2 separate regions of the Mus musculus genome follow, and region 2 is linked to region 1. A link is a contact called in public HiChIP or PLAC-seq data. All regions are on one chromosome and are shown on one strand. Each heading gives the region's core, a stretch centred on a gene start, on an enhancer-like site or on the middle of the called end of the contact. The rest is flanking DNA. Distances are from core to core; before and after follow the strand shown. Region 1 holds the start of Dennd10 (DENN domain containing 10). Region 2 overlaps Grk5 (G protein-coupled receptor kinase 5).

What was found. HiChIP or PLAC-seq counts read pairs in DNA pulled down with a chosen protein or histone mark.
Region 2: a contact with region 1 is called in an H3K4me3 HiChIP or PLAC-seq map of bone marrow-derived macrophages, with 5 times the contacts expected there. The contact joins the enhancer-like site here to the promoter of Dennd10 in region 1. A contact is called at or near these places in 13 of 39 promoter capture datasets (the 3T3-L1 cell line, the C10 cell line, the HPC-7 cell line and 8 more), 5 of 15 datasets of contacts at CTCF or cohesin (the NIH/3T3 cell line, embryonic stem cells, large pre-B cells and 1 more), 19 of 484 Hi-C or Micro-C datasets (the AML12 cell line, B cells, the Ba/F3 cell line and 14 more), 29 of 115 datasets of contacts at active chromatin or transcription factors (the 230-238 cell line, the NIH/3T3 cell line, T-cell acute lymphoblastic leukemia and 18 more) and 5 of 9 other capture datasets (adipose tissue, bone marrow-derived macrophages, embryonic stem cells and 2 more).

The regions. Positions count from the first base shown.
Region 1 is chr19:60,809,421-60,813,640 of GRCm38.p6, forward strand. Dennd10 (DENN domain containing 10) reads left to right here and starts at 2,135. Exons shown (of 9, transcript NM_026437.4): 1 at 2,135-2,253. The coding sequence starts at 2,199.
Region 2 is chr19:61,090,041-61,094,260 of GRCm38.p6, forward strand. It overlaps Grk5 (G protein-coupled receptor kinase 5), which reads left to right. Exons shown (of 16, transcript NM_018869.3): 14 at 1-8; 15 at 468-599; 16 at 1,854-2,516. The coding sequence ends at 1,952. It also overlaps a transcript of Zfp950 not described here. Among named protein-coding and RNA genes, the nearest start is that of Zfp950, 49 kb to the right of the region's middle. Within about 2 kb of position 1,776, at least 2 of the 459 cell types and tissues checked have an H3K27ac peak or open chromatin away from gene starts, as enhancers often do. A contact at or near this core is called in bone marrow-derived macrophages, where this site is marked.

The DNA.
Region 1 (4,220 bases), core at 885-3,384:
ATCTAGTCTCTGTAGGAGGTTATCTCTAGGCCATCAGTCTCATGCTACAAAGATCAGGGAGCAGGAAGATGCAATTGCTAGAGATTAATGGCTCATAAACATTCATAAGGAAAGGTTTTCCCTCCCTCTTAAGCCTATCTCATAAGGATAACAACTTTGCCAAATTCCCATGTGCCACCTGGTCCTGGAGTCTTTGACAGAACTTTCTCATTTCAAAATACACATTCCCTCAGGACTTAATTCATTTGGTGCTTTCTTCAATCCCTAAAATCCTGTGTGTGGAATGATGGACCTTGAAATTCAGCTCTGACCTGTTGCTCAAAGACAGCTTGGTATATTCCCTAAAAGTAGCATGCTGGAAGCATAGTGCTGTGGTACAGGTCTGAAATTCCTGCTATTTAGGAGTTTCAGATGGAAGGATTTTGAGTTCAAGGCTAGCTAGGGCCAATTAGACAGAGCTATTTTAGCAACAACAAAAATATAAATTAATGGTTTGCACTTTTCTATTTCTGTAGACACTGTTAATCTTCTTTCCAAAAGGCTTCATTCATTATATTTTTTTACACAATTAAACTCAGTTTCCAGAAAATCATTATGAACTGCCACAAAATCAGAATGCAATTGCAGTGATGCTGTTATCTTTCACATTAAATCCTAGTGTAAATGTATCTTTTATTCGCCTGTAGTAACTATCGGTGGTTTGCTGCCTCTGTCTGTTAATCTGGGCCTAGTCCTGGAAGCTTCTAGCCTCTGTACAATCTTATCTCTGCCTAGAATGTTTTCAGCCTCTGAGGCTTACTGCTGAATAAGCTCACCTTTTCTAGTTCTTTCTGAATTCTGGCTAGCTAGTTCAAACTCCTCTACAAGCTGACAGATTCTGGCTTCTCCTGAATTGCTCTGTTTGGCCTAATACTAACTTTGGCAGTATGTTCTAATCTTCTGGCTCCTTCTCATTTTTTGGCTCAGTCTGTTTTCACCTGTGTCTAGCTTGTTCTCTCTCTGCAACACATCTCTGTACAACTGTCCCAGTAAAAATTCTCCCTTCCTTTCTCTCTCCACTGCCCCTAAAGTAGCTTCCTTTTCCTCTCTCTTCTTGTGAGAGTTGGGAATATCCTGTTCTGTCAAATCTTTGATTTCACTTTGTCTACCACTCAACTAGACATCACTTTTAAACATGGGAGCTTCCTTCTACAAACTAACCTTCCTTGTTTGGGTTTAAAGTGTTTACTAAGGGTGTTTCTGAATTCCAGCCAGAGAGATTAAATGTGTGTGTTAAGGGCTGAGCTACACCACAAATAGAAACAGGTTTTGGTTGTTGTTGTTGTTGTTGTTGTTTTTTCTAGTAAATAATACAATCTTGGAGATCACAGTGTGATCAAATGTCCTGCAACATCCTAGAGCATCCTTATTATAAATGAATTCTGTATTTTAACTGTTACATGCTTGACCTCCACACCCTCTAAACTAATGTATTGAAATCCTGACTTTCAAGGTCATGACTTTAGGAAGTTGAGTCTGGGAAAGAATGCTGACCCTGACTTGACCCCTAGCCTAAGAACAGGGCCAAGGAATGGATTCCCACCAATCCCCGAGCTAGTCCTAAACTCAAGATTTGAAATCCTACCAATATCCACCCTGGAAAGCCCAGTCTCCCAAAAAACCCTGTATAAACCCTGTCTTTTGCTCAGTTTCCTGCTGTATAGAGGCTGCTGCCCCTCCTGGATTCACCTCCTCCCCCTAATTAAATCTCTTGCGTGAGGTTTGTTGTGTGATGTGACTTTGTGCTTTTTGGCTCCCAGGATTGGAGGCTCCAAAGGATTGCCAGGATACCTCTCAGAGCAGATCAAGCTGGGGACATCATCGCCTGCCAGAGCGGTGCTGTTACACTTGGATTGGGGAAACTAACATTTCTATAGGGGACCCTTTCCCTCCAGAGCAGCAACACATATTAGGTCTCCAATTATTTGTCTTTGTAATCAGTGAACGGACACTTCACTGGAGATCTTTAAGGTACTAGACAAACGAACAAGGACCTAAGCGTAGAAAGGCTGCAAGAAGGAAGTTTGGCCAGGAGAGGGAAGCCTGGGGCGGCACCTGTAGTGCCTGCTGCACCCTGCCGGAAGGGACGGGACTTGTTATGGGCGTGGCCAAGAGGAGGGGTGGGACCTGCAGTGCGGAGCCCAGGGTAGCGGCGGAAGATGGCTGCGGTTGTGGCAATGGACACCCAGCTGATGCTCGGAGTCGGGCTGATCGGTGAGGACGCAGGCTCTCTGTCTGCCAGGCCATGCCGCAGCTCCGCCTGGGTTCTGGGATCCCCCGGGCTGCTTCGCCAGGGAGAGGCTAGACTTGGGCCGAGGACTTCGGCCTCCTCCCGCCGGGGCTGACGTGGGGCCTGCGGGCGGGCGGGCGGGCGGGCGGGCGGGGCTCGATACTCCCGTTGACCGCCTGCTTTGGGACTATGGGTTGGAGAGCTAGGGCCCGGCTGCGTTTGTTTGCGGCTCCCCGGGAGTATGGGTGACACCCAGGGAGCCCCGAGTGCCATTGGCAGGACATGCCAGGAACTGGCAGAACCGATGTTGAAACCCGTGCAGGGTCATCCCGAGCCCCTACTCCCACGGTAGAGAACTTCGTGTCAGTTGATCCTGATGGCTCTGGAGTTCCTTCTTGGTCACATATGGGACCCCAGCTACTTAATAGGAATTCATATGGAGGAAATTCATAGGTATCTTTTATAGTCCCAACTGTGCGTGACCGTTGGCAGCCCAAGCAGGTGGTAGGTGATAGCAACGCGCGGCACGAATGAATGAACCTTTATGAATTCCTTTGAATAGTCTCTCTCCTGAGGTTCTAATTAATACAAGTAGGACACTACTGTTCCTGGCAGAGTGCAATCGTGTTGCATAGGCTTACCAAAGATCTGCTGTTATTATTTTTCAGGAGCTCAAAGAAGTGTCTTTATCTTGTACTCGCTTTTTCTTTTTGTGTAAAATTTAAATTTTTTTGGTGTGAATGTTTGCCTGACTGTATGTTTGTGCACCTTGTTTCCCAGTGGAGGTCAGAAGAGATCATCAGATCCTCTGGACCTGGAGCTCATATAGGTGCCGGAAATAGAACCCAATCCTCTTAAAGAACAGCTAGTGCTCTTAACCGCAGAGCTATCTCTAGTCCTCTTGTATTCATTTCTTCTTCTTTTTTCTTTTTTTCTTTTTCTTTTTTTTTTTCTTTTTTTGGTTTTTCGAGACAGGGTTTCTCTGTATAGCCCTGGCTGTCCTGGAACTCACTTTGTAGACCAGGCTGGCCTCGAACTCAGAAATCCTCCTGCCTCTGCCTCCCAAGTTGCTGGGATTAAAGGCGTGCGCCACCACCGCCCGGCATCTAATGTGATTTTTAAATTGCTTGAAAACAAAACCTATGTACCTCAGGCATCTTGGACCTGTCAGCACTTCAGAATTAAGACTGAATTAAACTGTGAAGATAAAAATGACTTACAAATGGCCAGGGGTTGATGCACACCTTTAATTTTAGCGCCCAGGAGCCAGAGGCAGGCAGGTTCAAAGTCAGGTCTACAGAGTTCCACGACAGCCAGGGCTGCACAGAAAAACTCGTTCCCAACAAAACAAACAAACAAAAACAAAAAAACCCTGCAACATATTTACAGCTCTTTAGTTTTTATTTTCCTTAGATTTTATTCTTACATGCACTTTAAAGGATATTTATTTCTAAGGTATGTGGTGGTGGCCTGCATTTAGCTTCAGTACTTGGGAGGTAACAAGTGGATCTCTGAGTTTTAAGGCCAGTCTGGTCTATGCAGGAAAGTGCCAGGAAAGCCAGGGCTACACAGGGAAATCCTGTCTCAAAAAAAAAAAAATTTGTTTCTAAGTAATGGGGTTATCAGAGGTATGGTGACATAAATCTATAAGTTATCAACTACTTTGGGAACTGAGCCAGCCCCTCAAGTTATTTCCTTTTTTTTTTTTTTAAATTGAGGTATTTATTTTGGTGAGAAAAGCATACGATTAGATGGCTTTTATTGTTATTATAAAAGTTTGGCGGCTGGGCGTGGTGGCGCACGCCTTTAATCCCAGCACTAGGGAGGCAGAGGCAGGCGGATTTCTGAGTTCGAGGCCAGCCTGGTCTACAAAGTGAGTTCCAGGACAGTCAGGGCTATACAGAGAAACCCTGTCTCGAAAAAAAAACCAAAAAAAAAAAAAAAAAAAGTT
Region 2 (4,220 bases), core at 526-3,025, 280 kb after region 1:
AAAATGAGGTAGGCAAGGCATACCACCAGCTTTTCTCCAAGGAAGATGGATGTTCAGAGAAAATGGAAGTGCAAGTGCATAGAAGGTCACTGGGTAGGGTAGCAGAGATTGGCCTGGGGGAGTGTGGAAGCCAACAATGTAACTGAGAGAGAACAGGTGGTGAAAGCAGCAAGGTGCCTTCCCAGGAGGTCTGCTGGAAATGGGAGGGAAAATGGAGCATTTTCTAGAGGCACAAATATTAAATTAAGGAAGTCAGCTGATCAGAATGCTGTAGGAATGATGGTCAAGCAAGCTATAGAATTTGGTTTGGAGGGGGAAGAGTGTACCTCTGGTAGATTCTCAGGGTGGAGTTACCTGGTAAGTTACAGAGGAGCCTTGTTGGGGGAGGAGCCAGCAGGGTGGGGAGAGTGTGTCTCAGAAGGAGATCCTATAGTGGGAGAGTGGTATTTCTGTTTTTGCTTCTCCAGATGATAGAAACAGAATGTTTCAAGGAGCTGAATGTGTTCGGACCTAACGGTACCCTCTCACCAGACCTGAACAGAAGTCAGCCTCCAGAACCGCCAAAGAAAGGGCTGTTCCACAGACTCTTCAGGCGTCAGGTGAGAGAGCCAGCCTGGCCAGCCTGGCCTTAGCTCTGGGACTTCAGCCCACTTCCATACACCAGAACTTTAGAATGAATGTTCCCTGCCTGCATGACTTGGTAGCCTGGAAATGTTAATTTGTCCAGAGTCTCAACACCCCTGCAGACAGAAGGGACAGGGACCCACATCAACAGTCTTGATACAGGGAAGTTGGTTCTTGTCACAGGACTGTATTACATTGAAAGATGCTGAACAATATTACCAACTTCTGCCCACTAGACATAGAGGTAAACTCAACTCAGAACCTCTTCTCTAATAGCCACCATTAAATGTTCTTTGCAAAGCAAAACAACCTCAGTCTAGAAAACACTGTACTGTTGTTCATCCCTGGCCCTTGCTAGCAGCCTAAGGAGTTTTCCCTTTGGGAATAGACTTTTTCCCCAGAGCTTATCCCTAAAGGAAGGATTGATATAGACCAAATGGAAGAACAGCTCTGGGGAAGATAACCCAGAAGCTCCACTCCACAGTTACAAAAGCAGCTTTAGCCTGACCGTTTAAGATGCTGGAGCCCCATGATTCTCATCTTAGAGTTTGGGAGCCTCTCTGTACTTGTCTCCTACACAAGGGTGCACCTGTAGTCCCTTGACCTGAAATCTTAAGTCTCTCTCTAAGGTAACAGGGATGAAGGTGGTTATTTATAGAGATGCTGACTCACTACCTATGGGTATTCTTGTGAAGTATAAACACACACGTGGGCTTCCATTGCCCTACTTCAGTTAAGTAAACTGAGGCTGAAAGAAGTCAAAGAACTTAAGCCTAGGTCACTCTGGTGACCCCACAGGCTATCTGTTATCTGGGAAACGACAGAAGCATCTTTAGGTGCATGGAAAGTGCTGTCTGAGCTCTGCCCCCTGCCAAGTTTGTGTGTTTTCAATAAGAACTTCATGTAAGTTTCACATCCTACTCATGGTTTTATAATATAATGAAAGATTTAAACATTTCCATCAAATAAAACTACAAGTTCTAGAAAGAAATTACTCTTTCCCTTTGCTCATAGATCATGAATCTTCCCAGGTATCAGATAAAAAGAAAAAACCCTCTGCTCAAGGAGCAGCCAGTACAATCAGGTCTGCAGGGGAAAATGCACAAAAGCAAAGAGAGGCAGGTTGGAACATTCTGGATTCTACTTCCCCTACTTCCCTAGATACCATAATGAGTCATCCATTAGCTTTGAATTTACCAAGAACTGACTCTCTCCTTTCCTTTCCTCAGCATCAAAGCAATTCCAAGAGTTCACCTACTCCTAAGACCAGTTGTAACCACCGAATAAATTCAAACCACATCAATTCAAACTCCACTGGAAGCAGCTAGTTTCGGCTCTGGCCTTGAAGTCAAAAGTGGAACCAGCTCAGAGCCTTCTACTTGGAAGCAGAACTTGTAGCCAGGGGAGCTTCCACTGTGGCTCAGTGGCCAGCAAAGCTCCAGTGGGAACTAAGATAGGAGACCGTTCCCCCAATAACAAACCTCCAAGTTTCTCAAAGAAATTTCCACTCAGGTCTGTTTTCCAAGGTGGCCCCAAGCTGGGGTGGACTAGAATTTTCCTTGTTGAACATTGCAATAGAAACCCAATGGGATATGACAGCTTGCACGGATTTTAATAGCATCCTAACTAGAACTGAATTTTGTCTTTATTATTTTTAAAGGAAAGTTTTGTAAATTTCTCTATTGTCTCTGTTTACATTTTGTATATTTGTATTTAAGTGAAAGTCAGACTTTGAGGGTGTATATTTTCTGTGCAGCCACTGTTAAGCCATGTGTTTTAAGACATTTTAGATTGGAGGGGGGGTTACAAAAATGTGACTCTAGACTTCCAGAGCCTCAAAAGAGATAATGTTTTTATTAAATATAGAAAATATCTCACTTTTTACCTTTAAAGACCTGATTACATCTATCTACATCCATCTCTCTGCCTTTTTCCCCCTCAGTGTAGCTATCACTCTCCTGTTGACTTGTAACAAGCTGAATGAAATGCCAGAATGCACTTGGGCCATCTCCCAATTCAAACACATCATTGGTAAGAGTACTTCTATGAGCAGGACTTAGACATTGCAGTGTCATTGGCCTCCTCCTGTAGGGCATCCAGCATATAGGGCAAGGAATCCTAAATCATTGGGATAGAGATCGTGGCTGCTAAAACCAGTGGTTTAAAGAGGTTTCTGTTATATTTGGGGATTTCTGTTATATATTCTTTTTAGGAGTTTGTACTGATGATAATGATGCGTCATGAAAACCCAAGTGTTCTCAATCATGGAACTATGGAGAAGTGTGAATTGGGATCCATCCTGAGTGACTACCTCCAAGTTTGTTTAGGCCTTGGCTGGTCAGCAAACTGGTCACCAGATCATGAACCTTCATGTGACTCCACTTATTTGTTGGCTTCTGTGACATGAAGAAAGTCTCACCAGGAAAATGGGATGCCTAAGAACAAGCCTAGGCACCAGTGAAGTATAAAGGCATCTCATTGTCACTTCCCCAGGAGAGGTGGGCCAGAGGCTGGTTCTAATTGGGCATCTCAAAGTCACAGGCAAAAAATCACTCCTGTAACACTTAGATGGGCTTACCTTTCTAGCCCTGGGGAGTTGTCACCTAGCCCCTGAAGCCCCTGAGGTAACAAAGAATACATTTGATCTCTCTTTCCCACCAGGACAGGGTGAGCAGCTAGTCTTACTGCTCCCTGGGAAGCTGAAGCTCTGAGTATGACTCTGCCTCAAAACTTGTCTCAGCCACCAATTACTAGGGTTTTTTACAGAATGAGGCAGGTGCTACCTGAATCAACCCCTGTTACAATGCAGACTCCTAGGCTACACCCCAAGCCTACTATGTGGTGATCTTATTTTGTAGTTCAGGCTGGTTTTAAACACATATCTTCCTGCTTCAGCCTCTGGAATTCTAAGGTTACAGGTGCATACTACCATGGAAACTGTATCTATACTAAGTATCTCAAACTTGGTGCACTTCCCCTTGTCCACTTGCTCCATACTGTAGTGTGAGAACTATTCCCCGGGCCTGTGAGTATGGCCATACCAAATGTGTTTTTTTGAGAGACCTGACAACTTTGGGTCTTGAGTTTGCCAGGAAAAGAATCCCAAGCATATCAGTCTCATATCTTTGATTCCAAGCTCTCCCAAGGCTCATTGCTAGAAAAGAGCCTTTGGGAATGATCATTCTGAAATCAGTTAACCAAGAGAGCAGCCAGGCTCCATGGTGAAAAATTAACTTCAAGCCTGGCTCCCAGGCTATTTCTGAACTTTTCTTGGGCTGAGCATGAAGCAGATGCAAGTGACCGTATTCAGGTTCTACTGGGGAGCAGGACACTCAGTACTCCCAGATCATCAAGCCCTTGCTGACACTTCTTTCTTAAGGAAAAGAATTATCGTCTTCCTGGGATGGTCATCAGCCTCAGCCACACACAATCCCTGCCTCCTCCTTACAGGTTTGTTTCTTACTTCCCCATCCACGGCTGTTTAACTCTTAGGAACTCTTAGGAAGCAGTTTCTCCTTAGGCCTCAAAGTCAAAGCAATGTCCATTGTAGCAGAGAATCCCCAAGGGGGGGAAATGCAAGTCTGTCTACCAAGAGT